Linked DNA regions of Anser cygnoides: regions 2 and 3 are each linked to region 1. The links are chromatin contacts, called in public Hi-C maps. All regions are on one chromosome and are shown on one strand. The core of a region is the stretch at or near the end of the contact, and the rest is flanking DNA. Distances in the headings are between cores, read along the strand shown.

The links. Hi-C and Micro-C count contacts between places; a contact is called where the count stands out from the background.
Region 2: a contact with region 1 is called in a Hi-C map of liver, with 2.0 times the contacts expected there. The contact joins the promoter of EXD3 here to the promoter of AMBP in region 1. A contact is called at or near these places in 4 of 7 Hi-C or Micro-C datasets (fetal liver, granulosa cells and liver).
Region 3: a contact with region 1 is called in a Hi-C map of liver, with 2.2 times the contacts expected there. The contact joins the promoter of TMEM203 here to the promoter of AMBP in region 1. A contact is called at or near these places in 2 of 7 Hi-C or Micro-C datasets (granulosa cells and liver).

The regions. Positions count from the first base shown.
Region 1 is chr20:11,695,419-11,699,685 of Taihu_goose_T2T_genome, reverse strand. It overlaps AMBP (alpha-1-microglobulin/bikunin precursor), which reads right to left and starts at 2,566. Exons shown (of 10, transcript XM_066980815.1): 1 at 2,394-2,566; 2 at 892-1,034; 3 at 675-751; 4 at 18-131. The coding sequence starts at 2,435.
Region 2 is chr20:11,369,777-11,373,868 of Taihu_goose_T2T_genome, reverse strand. EXD3 (exonuclease 3'-5' domain containing 3) reads right to left here and starts at 2,186. Exons shown (of 19, transcript XM_066980917.1): 1 at 2,050-2,186. It overlaps NOXA1 (NADPH oxidase activator 1), which reads left to right and starts at 2,316. Exons shown (of 15, transcript XM_048055938.2): 1 at 2,316-3,013. The coding sequence starts at 2,840.
Region 3 is chr20:11,312,311-11,316,593 of Taihu_goose_T2T_genome, reverse strand. It overlaps TMEM203 (transmembrane protein 203), which reads right to left and starts at 2,398. Exons shown (of 1, transcript XM_048055794.2): 1 at 1,568-2,398. The coding sequence starts at 2,293. The coding sequence ends at 1,883. NDOR1 (NADPH dependent diflavin oxidoreductase 1) reads left to right here and starts at 2,472. Exons shown (of 14, transcript XM_066980709.1): 1 at 2,472-2,648; 2 at 3,209-3,343; 3 at 3,804-3,881; 4 at 4,240-4,283. The coding sequence starts at 3,209.

The sequences.
Region 1 (4,267 bases), core at 1,317-3,816:
GCCATAGCCAGACCTACCGTACAGCTTCAGTGTGGTGCTTGGACCATAACTACTTGTCTTCTTCATCAGAATGACTGCGTATTCTTCGTAGTTGGTGCGAAGCACATAGGACTTGATAGACACATCCCATTCTAGGTGAGACAGCAATACAGGGGACATCATTCCTGCTCCTCAGGAAGGAACAGGTATAGACGACAGTGCCAGAGCTGGGGGGTGAAATCAGGCAGCTAATTCAGGAAATTATGAGATTATTAAGAGGCAGTTACTGAAGCAGGCACAACCCTGACACTCTTTCACCTCACCAGCCTCTTATTAGTTGAGGGGACTGGAATCCAAAGTTTGCAGACAACTGAGATACTATCAATGCTCCTTAAATGTGGCTGGTGGGAGCCTGTCCCAGATTGGGACCCTGGGGATGAGACAGATCTGCTGGAATAGCTCATAGTCCTGTACCTACGCAGGCAGCTCTGAAACGGTTTCCCTAAGACCCTGCTCCCTGCTTCCTTGTCTGGAAACAACCCACACTATGGAGCAGCTTCCTCTCCTTGAGCCCTGCTCCCCTGAACCACTTCCCCAGCCACCAGCTGCATCCTTTGAGGCCTGGCACTGGTTCACATCCTGTGACCACACAGCAGCTCTTAGGGCCCAGCAGGCCAGCAGTGAGCCCAACTTACTGGGATTATAGTAGGTGTATTTGCCAGGGGTGCTGGTTTTCTGGTACTCTCCCGAGATGTGAGTGCAGTCACCTTGCCTGGAGGAAGGAGGAAAAGAATAAACAGCTTCAGGTCATCTCTTTTCCTATTTATCTTGCGAAAATTGTGCCTGAAGCAACCAGATTGCCCATGGCACAGGACCCCTGACATCCCTGAGCACCCACAGCACTGCTCGTACCGCAACCTGGTGCTGATTGTGCTGATCTGGTCGGCACTGGGGCCAGGGCCCAGCACCAGCGTGCCCATGTTGAACTTCTCCTTGTAGTTCTTCATCCACTTGCAGGTGGTGCCAATGGCTACATCATACCACTTCCCATACATCTGTGGGGAAAAGAAAGGGACATATCTGCCACACGCCTCCTCCACCAAGGTAGGATATCCCATGGCTTTCTGCAGAGCTGAAATATTCATGACCAAGAAGCCAACTGGTGAGCTACGGTGCAAGGTGCTGGGGCCAGAGCTGTTGTAGGAAGGTGATCAGCACTCAGCAGGATTTCCAACTCAGTGGTCACCCATCTCCCACAGCTTCCCAGGCTTCTGTGCTTGGATCCCTGACAGTGTTCGAGAGCTGTCTGTCAGAAGAGGTGGCAGCCAAGATGTCCCAGCTTTACAGCAGCTTCATGCCAAACTGCTGGGGAAGTGAGGGTCAGAGCTGGACTCCTGTTGCCCATGTGTGCTTACCACTGAGCAGGGTACTGGCCCCTTCTCCCCTCCACTTCTGTCACTTTTTGCATGCGGGACAGGCAGTCCCTGGGAACAGAGCGGGGTCCTCAAGCCCAGGACAGTGTCTCTGTGTCTCCTGTTCACCAGGAAGGGGGGTCGGTACCCACCATGTGCCCCAGCGGAGCCTGGACCCACATGCATGTTGGGTACGCAGAGCTGGGCAGGGGACAGAGGTGCCTGCAGGAGACCCCCCCAGGCAGGCTGCATCCCACACACAATCTGGGGCTTCTGGTGTGCCCTGCCACAGCTCTTAGTCTGGACAGATGAACAGACTGGGACTCATCTGCCCCGCCTGTGTGTTTGCTGGGGCGAGGCCATCCCAAGGGTTGAATCCCCCCCAGACCAGCACCCACGGAGCTGGGTCCTGCACAGCCCATTATGGGAAATGTCATCCTTCTTGCTAGAGAAAAATGAAATAGCTTTCTCCCATCCCTACTACCCCCAACATCCAGGGACCGCAAGCCGCTGTTACCCGCTCAGCATCAAAATTCTCCTGCACTTGGATGTCTTCATCCTGGTCCCCAATGGGGGTTCCGCTGGCCATGGCAAAGAGGAGGAGAGAAAGGAGACCCCAAAACATTGTGTCTGGTGGCTTCAGAGTGCTGCTGAGTGCCAGCGCGCTGGAGGGATCCGTGTTTCTTCACCGCCCTCACTGCGCAGCAGCGTGACCTTCAGACCGCAGAGAACAGCGCCAGCGGGGCGGCCAGCCTGGCGGGGGCCGGGCAGGGAGACGTGGGGGCAGCTCCTGGCCCTGCAGACCTGGCCATGTGGCCTGAGCTCACCATGGCCCAAGCAGCACAGGGCCAAACATCCATGTGAGCTCCTCACCTCACCTGTTCCTACACCACCTCTCGGCCCCGGCACAGACCAGGCCCTGCCTTATTCTATGTTATGATTTGTATTCCTGCCCTGGGATCCTGTAAGGAGCCCGGATGGTGCCCCCAGTGCTGGACTAACCTGACCCTGCAGAGAGAGGACCAAGAGGTCCCCAGCACACATCACGGGCTCCTTGCTCCTCAGCAATGCCCACAGGGAGCGGAGCCCAGCAGCCGGATCCCCTCCTGGCAGCGGGGGTGAGGCTCTCCCCGGGGGCCCCAAGCTGGTGGCCAAGGCGTGGGGCAGGCGGGGTGGCACCCACCCTGCGCTGAGGGTCCCGGGGCCCGGCAGGCACGGGTGGCACGGGCCCAGCGTCCGTCCCCACCCCTGTTTGCCTTCTCAGGATGATTAACTGAAACCAAACAGCCGGAGGAAACGGCAAACAGAGCAAAGGGCAGGAGCCCCTCTTCCAGCCGGCCGGTAGCTCAATATTTGCAGAGAAGGGCGAGAGCGGCAGGCACGCTTGCAGCGGCCGGCCGGACTTTCCCCCCCTCCTCCTGCCGCCGTCCCCAGGGGCGCGAGGCGCGGCCCACGCCGGGCCCAGCAGGCGGCGGGCCGGGGCGGGCAGCTCCAGCCTCCCGTCGCCCCCAGCCGCCTCCGGGCCGTCCTCGGGAGCGGGCCGAGGCCGGGCCGTGCGGTGCCTTCACCGAGCCCGCCTCGTCGCCCGGCCCTCCGGGGGAGCCCGGCCGTGCCCCGCTGCCACCGGCCCTGCCGCCGCCAGGTGGCAGCCGGCGGCCAGGAAAAGCCCCGGCCCCGCCGAGGCCCGGGGCGGCCTCGCGAAGCGAGAACCGGGGCCGGGAGGCGCGGGCGAGGCCGGGCCGCAGCGCGTGGCCGCGGGCAGGCTCCGTGCCCGCCGCCCTGCCCCGCCGCGGGCACGGCCGGCAGCCGCCTCCCGCCCCGTCACGGTGCGGGCCTGGGGCGCAGCCGGGCCCCGCGGGCACCGTGCAGCCGGGAAAGGTGGGGAGCAGCGCAGCCGGCTGCGAAACCCAGCTCCTGCACGTCGCCAGCCCTGCGCCCGGAAAGGCCGGGGATGCGGTGCAGCTCGGCAGCCCCGTGTTCTCCTCCAAAAACACGCTCCCTGCCCCTGCCCCTGCCCCTGCCCCTGCCCCTGCCCCTGCCCCTGTCCCTGTCCCTGTCCCCAGGGCTGTGGCTGTGTTTGCACCAGGACCGCTGAACGGAGGGGGATGGAGAAGCCCCACACACTGCGGAGCGCGGGGCTGCGGTGGCAGCCTCGGCAGGGCACAGCCCTCCAGGCCCAGGGGCTGCACGGACCCGCATCGGGGGCCCCAGGCGGGCACCGACTGCTGGGGCCGCGCACGGCAGCCCTGGGGCAGCCACGGCTCCAGCGCTGGGGGCAGGAGGTGCCCACGGGGCCCTCCGGCAGGGCTCGGGGCCGCAGGGACCCTGCGGGATCCATGGGGTACGGGCTGCTGCCAGCTGGCAAGGAAGGGTGGCCAGCATGTTGGTTTCAGACCGGTTTGGACAGAAACCAAACACAGGGAGAAACCGCCATGAAATTCCTGCGGAACAACCCCCCCGGCCCCACTGCTCTGACTCAAACCTCCCTTTTACACCCACTCAGTTTCGGACCCCTCTCCTGCAGGCACTGCAGGTGTCGCAACTCTCCTGTGGCTGCCAGGGGGGTTTGTGGAACATCAGACAGACCCTGCAGGGTAAAGGCCACCAAGGTTCAGCGTTCATCACTGGAAAAATGAGATACTAAGAGCCTGACTCCACTCCTCTCCTGCTCTCCAGCATCCACCATGAATCCAAGCATTAGAGGGGGCATCCCTGCCTCATCCTTCCACTGTCCCTTTGCAAACCAGTTGTTCACTGAGCTCATCCAGTCCCTTTCTGAACCTGCCAGTGTTATCTGGCTCCCCTACTCCCTGTGGCAACAAGCCCTGGAAGTTCAAAACCTGCTATGTAATGAAGTTTTATCTTTTCTATTTTCA
Region 2 (4,092 bases), core at 937-3,436, 330 kb after region 1:
AAAGAGACTAAAAATATTCAACTATCAAATAACTTTTCAATAGGCAAGGATTTCCACAAAGTAGCTGAGACTTCTTGACCTTCTTCTCTTGGATGTGTCTGAATAAACTGAGTTCATTAGATCTGTTACAGGGCTTTTCCACAACCGGAACATTTGTGTGGCCTCCTCTGAACCTTCCAGGATCTTCATACTTTACCTGAAGAGCTACTATAACTGGACCTTATGCTCTAGCAGCCATTCTAACAATACTGTGTGCACACACAATCACTCCAACTTGATTCCCTTTAAAAAGGGGAGGATATCAACTCTTCCCACAACAGCAAACTTCAAATGGCATCACTGATGCAACTAAATCCTGCAAGTCGCTATCTAACAGCTTCCTACCACATAAACAGAGGAGGTGACCTTGGTTTTTAGACTTCATATGTTCTTTTTCACTACATTAAGATGCTTCCCCAGTTTGGACTCATCTAACCAGAAAGGTCAGAACAGGCTACAGCACTAACATCTTGTCACTGCAAAGGTTATAAACCTTCTTTTGGATAATTTAAGTCAGTAGACATATTAGTATTCGAACAAAGAATTTGTAAGAATAGGAGCTGACTGGAAATAGGCCGCATATTTATGTCTTCCAATGAACAATCAAGCTGTGTTGTTTGTTCCTAAGCTCCTTCTGCACTTTTGCCTCACTGCCATACAACAGTATCTTTGTTTAATCAAATTGCCACATCGCGATAGAATCAAGTTCCTCAGAGAATTTCAAGTCCGTGACAGTCAAGATAATAATAATTGACTTAATTGGATCTTGAAATCTCTTCCCAAGAGGGGACATGAGGTTTATTAGAAAAGAAAAAAAAAGTATTTTATAAGCATGTCTCTTGGTCTTTAGTATCTACATTCATCATTGAATCACAGAATCATACAATCATTAGGGTTGGAAAAGCCCTCCAAGATCATCTGGTCCAACCACACCCCTACCACCAATGTCACCCACTAAGCCATGTCCCTCAGCACCATGTCCAACCTTTCCTTAAACACCCCCAGGGACGGTGACGCCACCACCTCCCTGGGCAACCCGTCCCAATGCCTGACCGCTCTTTCTGAGAGGAAATGTCTCCTCATTTCCAACCTGAACCTCCCCTGGTGCAACTTGAGGCCATTCCCTCCAGTCCTATCACTGGTTACCTGTGAGAAGAGGCCGACCCCCAGCTCCCCACACCTTCCTTTCAGGCAGTTGCAGAGAGCAATGAGGTCTCCCCTGAGCCTCCTCTTCTCCAGACCAAACACCCCCAGTTCCCTCAGCCGCTCCTCACAGGACTTGTGTCCCAGGCCCTTCACCAGCTCCGTAGCCCTTCTCTGGACACGCTCCAGGGCCTCGATGTCCTTCTCGTAGTGAGGGGCCCAAAGCTGAACCCAGCACTCGAGGTGCGGCCTCACCAGAGCAGAGAACAGGGGGACGGTCACCTCCTATTTTATCTTAATCCTGCAACAGACATCAGGTTACCAAACGTACAGTTTTCCCCCCCTACAACACGTTTCATCTTTCCACGTGCACGGACAACACTTGTGGCACTTCCAACCCCGCTGAACTGTTCCCCCGACTTTCCAAAAGTATTTAAAAATCAGTAAGATGGAACTCGGCCAGCGGGTTTTAAAACTAAGCCTCTTCGTTTGAAGGCACAGCGCTGCCGTCGCTGCCTACGGCAGGGCGCCCCTGGCTTCCGCTGACCGCGGCCAACTCGCCCTCGGCAACCACCGGGGCCGCCCGCGAGCCACGCAGCGGGTCACGCACGGCGAGCCTGCCGGCACCGAGGCGCGGAGCTGCGCCCCGGCAGCTCCCCCTCGGCAGCCGCTTCCCCCCCGAGCCGCCGCCGCTGCCCGGCCTCCTCCGCCCCAGCCTCCAGCCCCCAGGCTCCCCCTCAGCCCCGAGGCAGCACCGGGGGCCCGACCGAGGCCGCGCGGCTCTATCCCGGCTGCGGCCCGCCCGCCCCTCGCGCTCCCGAGGCTCCGGGTCCGTCCCCCCCCGCCCCGACACCGCGAGCCGCTCACCTGCCGCCGCTCGGAGCCGCCCCCCCGCGGGGCCCGCGGCTCGGCTCGGCTCGGCTGGGCTCGGCGCGGAACCCCCGGCGCCCGGTGCCGCCGCCCCGCCGGCCCCCCTTGGCGGCAGCACCGACCGCGGCGCGGCGCCTGCAGGGGGCGCCGATGCCCGTAACAAGCCTGCGAACAAACCCGGTGTGTGTGTGTGAGTGCGAGTCTGTGTGTGTGAGGGGAATGTACCGCGTGTGTGAGTCTGTGTGTGTGAGGGGAATGTACCGCGTGTGTGAGTCTGTGTGTGTGAGTGTGAGGGGAATGTACCGTACTGACCCGAGAGTTTCCCGTACTGACCCGCTGCGCGTGCCCTGCTTGAGGTGCACCCAGATGCGGCCGTGACAATAAATCTGTATTTCACCGAATAAAACCAACGCCTCGCGGGCCGTGCCGGTCCTGCCCCTGCCCGTGCCCCGCCAGCGGCACCGCCGGAGATTCTACTCGGGGGGCTTTCTGAGCCGCCCTTCGCTGCCATGGCCAAGCGGAGCCGGCGCCGTGCGCCCCTCGCCCTCTCACCTCGCCCTTCTCCCCCGAAGCACGGCCGGGCCCGCGGGGCCCCCGCGCCCCACGCAGCGGGACCTACGGGGCGGCAGCGGGGCCGGCTCCCGGCCTCTGGCCTCCCCCCGCCGGCCCCGGGAAGGAGGGCGCTGGGCGCGGCGGCCGCCTCCCTCCTCAGCGCCTCCCGCCCGGGGCAGCGCCCGCTCCTCGCCGGGGCGCCGGCTGGGAGCCGCGGGGCCGGAGGGCGCAGGCCATGGCCTACCGGGAGCTGCTGAGGCGCTGGCACCAGGGAGTGCTGGCGGCGGACGGCGGCGACTGGGACGCGGCGTTGGACATCTTCTGCGGCATCGAGGAGCCGCCGTCCAGGATCTGCTTCAACATCGGCTGCGTGCACCTGCGGGCCGGGAGGCTGGAGGAGGCCCTGCGGGTGAGGGGCTGGCGGCAGGCTGGGGCCGGGCTCTGTCTGGGGCGGATGGCGCTTTCCTCACCTTGATTCCTGGGGGATTAGTGCTTGTAGGCACTCTTCTGAGACACCTTTCTCAAACTACTTTAAATCCAGTGCTCCTTACTCAGCACGTTGGGCTGATAGCTTGGGTGTGAGTGGTGATGGTGTGGGGATAAAACAGGGAGCGCTGCAGCTCTGTGCATCCCTAAGTAATCCCGCACGAGCTAAGATTTCTCCAAAATAAGTTGCTATCCTGGACTACCCTTGTCTTTTGGAAAGTGAGCTAGCTACCTGAGAAGTGTGCTGAGATAAACTGTTTCAGCATCTAGCAGCCAGCCTGTCTGCATGTCTCTCTATCAGCAGCCCAACAAAGAGATGTATATAAATACTTTGTCTTAAACAGCACAAAGAGGAGCGCAGGCTGTGCTGGAAGGGGCTGGGGCAGAACTGGGGCAGCACCGAGCAGGGCCATCGCTGCGAGACAGCAGCGTGGTGGTGCCCGAGAGCCTGTTTCCAGCCCCAATAAACGGGCACCTACGGGGAAGCAGATCAGTTACGCTTCTGCTTACACCAACGGTTGGTTGTTTATTTTGTCTTTTATAGCACGGTAGAGCAGACAAAGTAAAGTGTGCTGGCTGAGTCATGGGAGAGGCCAGCCACCTCTGCCGAGGAGCACAGTCACTCCTTAATGTCCTGCAACGTATTTTCCCCATTGCGGTGCTGTCCCTGTTTACACAATGTAAGGAAAGTCTGGGGTTGCAGGCTTGATTCATTATCTACACACCATCTCATTGCAATGGTAAGTGTAGGACACACCTCCTAGCTTTATCAGAAAGGTACTAGTACAAAGCAGAGCGGGAAACCACTTTGAACCACTGCTTACATGCTGTTACCAGCTTTCCTGGTACTTACCTCTACTCAGCTGGGAAACTGGGATCAGAAATACCAATTTGTAGATGCAGTTTGTGAACCCCTTCAATTTTCTCCCTTTACACGCTCATCACCACAGGCATTTCAAACAGCCAGTTATCAGGGCAAGCTCTGCTCAAGGCAACAGGCTC
Region 3 (4,283 bases), core at 1,149-3,648, 380 kb after region 1:
ATCTATTATCTATTACCTAACATCGGTTATCTATTATCTCCAGTGACTGTGGCTGAAAAGCAAGAGAATCATTGGGAGCTCCTAGTGCTTTACTGAATTACTGGATTATTAAAATGAATTATTTGAAATTACGCTCTTTGCTTATACTTGCTTTCCTGGGCCATGCTTCCCAACCTGTGTGCCTACACCTGCTCACAGGAACTGCGCACAGGTCCCCCTACTCCTACTCCCGGGCAAGAGCAGCCCCTGAGAAACGGCTGTTTATCACTGACCTCTCTTCCAAGTCCTATTCTGTGCAAATTCTCTCCTTGAAGCCTTCAGCTCATGCCCTTAATCAACACAGTAATGTTTTGTGCACTCCTTGTGCAGGCCTCAGAATTTGTAATGAACTTTTTGCAGGATAAAGCATCAGGCACCTTGCTAAAGAAAGCTTTTTCAAAAGGGAAGGTGATGTGGAATATCCTGTGAGATCTGCTCTGAACTCACACCGCAAGCTTATCCAATCAGCACACCAAAAAAAAAAAAAAAAAGGAAATTGGTCGTTTCTTTCCTGCATGCCTCTGAAATCTAAAAGCAAACAGAAGTTACACAACAGGCTAGGTAATTATAGATTTTCTAGAACCCAGGTATGAATCTGGAAAAGTCTCTTTTATGCAACCTGAGATGCATCCTAATTTCTAAGATCACAATGAAGTCCCACTCTGCAGCAATTCTCAGCTCTTTTTAATGCATGCTCTGCCAGCTACATCCCACCTCTTCTCCCGAATTTGAGAGCCCTTTATGCAGCAGTTTTCCATTTCAAGACCTTATCTCCATGAAACAGATCCTGAGAGCGCAGAGAGCACAGGGTGGTACCAGCAGGGTGGATGAGGCAGACGCAGATGGGTGAGGGAGCAGCTGAGGCTCAAAGGGAAGCCCTGGAGGTGTTTTGTTGCCACCAGCATTACAGAGGGCTTGACAATTCATTCTCCAAAGGAGAACAGTCGTCTGGGCACCAAAGCAACATGCAACGTCTCACAGATAGGTCAGCGGCAGACCCAGGTTCTCAGCACCCTCGTGGTGGCTGTGCCACTGTGACAGGTGACACAGAGTCTTTGGTGCTGGGAGCTCCCCACAACATGGACACTTAACACATCGATCTGTACATCTGGCTGAGCTACCCCTTGCCTTACCCTCCCAGTACCCCCATAGCTTTATGTAGGAAATGGATCTGCATTACAAAGAAAAAAAAATTACATTTCTGTTCAAAAACACACACATCAGTTCTCTCTGGCTCAGAGCACAGCCCCATAAAATCTCGTCAGTACACTGAAGGCATGAAGTACCACTCAGGGGGAAGTTGGAAGTAAATGAGCGTTGCTGTTGGTGACAACAGATCGATACGATCGTGGTCTCGGACAGGGTGGCGCAGGCGACGCAGCAGCTACGGTGCTTCTGGCCAGCAGCAGCCTGAGGTGTGCGAGGTGCCTACAGCAAACAACCGGCCTCCACGGGACTCCTGTTCTCCCGGCACCAGTTTTAGGTACAAATGCTTTCTAGTAAAAAATAATATTATAAATAAAACCAATCCTTCCATGCACTTTTATTTTAAAATAAAATAACCGGCATACCAGACAGTGCCTGCACATTGCGATATTTTAAGAGTAACACCAAGGACTAAGTGAACCTGAAGTAACGATGCTGCAAAAGGATCTCCTGAAGAAAGATACGCACAAAGCTATGTACGAGGTGACAGCGCGCTGCCGCAAGCCCTGCCTCTCGCAGCGCCGCACCTGCGCCCAAAACCTCCGTCCGGAACCCAGGATGGGGGAAAGCCCCTGAACGGCGCTGGGGTCCCCGCAGAGCCGGGTGTGCCAGCCAGGGCTGCCGCGGGGCCGCGGGCTCAGTTCACGCGGCAGGCCCGGATCATGAGCAGCTGGAGGAGGATGAAGACGGGCGACATGATGAGCCCGTACCACAGCTCCCGCGTGTGCTCCACCAGCTTCTGGCACAGCAGCATCTCGAAGACGAACTTGAGGCTGAGGATGGTGAGGATCCAGAAGAGCCGCAGCACGGCCAGCCGCTTCTCGCCGTCCTGGAAGAGCCGCACCGAGACGATGGCGGTAAAGTAGGTGCTGAGGCCGTCGGCGGCGAAGAAGGGCACGAAGACGACCCACCAGGAGAGCGCCGAGGCCTCGCTGTCCACCTTGAGGACCAGGAGCACGGAGAAGACCAGCAGGGCCAGGCCGTGCAGGAAGATCTCGAAGGTGGCGAAGCCCAGCCACTGCACCAGCTCCCGCAGGGAGAACAGCATCGTCCCGGCCCCGGCCCCGGCCCCGGCCCGGCGCTCAGGGGCCGCCGCTCAGGGCGCACCGGCAGGGCCCGCTCCCCGCCGCCCCGCCCGGCCCCGCCCCGTCCCTCCGCCGCCCCGCGGGGCCCGGAGCTGCGGCGGCGCCGCGCGATGACGGCGGCGGAAGCGGCGGGCGGTGGGGCCGCGGCCGGGCCCGGGGTGGCGCCGGGGCTCCGCGGGGCTCCGCGGGCAGGGCCGGGGGGTCGGGCCGGGACGAGGCTTCCCTGCGCGGGGCCGGGTTCGCCAGGGGGCGATTGCTCGGGGCCCGCGCGGGTGGCAGCGCCCCCGTCCTGCCGCGGGGCTTCGGGCGCAGCTGGCGGTGGGTCGGGGTGCTCGCGGCACCCGGGGGGGGCCGTGCTGCCATCGGCAGCGGGGCACGGCTGGTGCCGGGGGGGTGCTGAGCGCAGGGCTGAGGGCGGTTAGACGGAGCCTGAGCGCGATTCGGTGTCCCCGGACCCTGCCTTTAGTCTCGGTGGCGGGGCGGGGAGCGCAGCAGAGCCCGTGGTGCTGCGGCGAACGGGGCCAAACGGGTGTCAGTCGCTCAGCGCTGCCCCGGCTGGAATCAGCGTCATTGAACCGCCTGGGTTGGAAGGGACCTTAAAGGTCGGCTGGTTCCAACCCCCTGCCGTGGGCAGGGATGCCACCCGCTAGATCAGGTTGGAAGGAGAGCCCAGGTGCCTTGAATCGTGCCACTGGCACCAAGCTGTTCAGCTGTCCCCCTGCTTGCTGCTTGCAGCGTCGAGCCCTCAAATCTCACCTGAACCCAGAGCTGCCAGCGCTCCTTTGAAGCCTGCGTAGGGTGTTGGTGTGACGCCCAGCCCCGAGCAGGTCCGACTCTGCCTCGGCTCCTGGTGATTTCTTTGGTTTTGTCTCTTGCAGATGGCAGAGCGGAGACTCCTCGTTCTTTATGGCAGCCAAACTGGGACAGCTCAAGATACAGCTGAGAGAATAGGCAGAGAAGCCAAGCGCCGGCACTTCCAGTGCCGAGTGGAGGCACTGGACAGCTATGACGTGGTGAGTGGCCATGTGGAGGGCTGCTCCGGGCAGTTCTGGTCTTGCTTCATCTCCAGCAAACCCATTTCTGGGGCTCAGGCATCCTCCACCCATGCTGTGACCTCCTGTGTTTCACCACATCCCAGCTCTTTACCCTTCCTGAGGGCAGCTTATGCTTAGTTCAGCTGAAAATGTGAAAACTGAGCAATGGCTCTTGGGATAGAGGCAGTGTTAGCTGGCAGATGATCAGCCGTGTCCTGTGTTCCTGCAAGGCAGGGAGCACCAAGGAGCTGATGCTGGGGGCAGCAGATGCTGCAGTGCCTGTAGAGGAGGCTGTGTCAGACAGGGTTGTGAGTTCTGAGCTAAATGGGATCTGTCCTCGAGCTCGATGCAGTGAGAGCAGCTGGGTCCAGACAGCTGGGGCATACCTTTGTAGGCTGCTGGCCTGAAGGTGCTTTCTCATGCTTGTTTGTGCCTGCAGGCAAACCTCATCAATGAGCTGTTGGTGGTATTTGTGTGTGCAACCACTGGCCAGGGTGACCCACCTGACAACATGAAGGTAGGACCTGTTCTGTTCATATGGCTTTTATGTACCCGGCCTGTGACCTGATTTATCCCTTGGAGCAACTTGAGTGGTGGATTTTTGTTTGGTTTTTTTTGGAAGGGGGTGTTTTGGGGCAGCACGTGTCATCCTGCAGGATGGTGTGAAATGGATGTTTGCTCACTCAGATCAGCCTTTTGGGGCTTGTCTTCAGTGGTAGTCCCCTACTGCCAGTCTTGTATGGGGCTAAGAAACTTCTCCTGTTACTGATGGGGCATGAGCTGCTGAGATTTCAGCAGGGTGTGCAAGGGGGGAGCCAGCAGCCAGGGTAGGCATCCATGCACAGCAACATGACTCCTGCCCCTGTCCTTCGTAGGTGTTCTGGAGGTTTCTGTTCCGGAAGAACCTGCCACCCTCTTC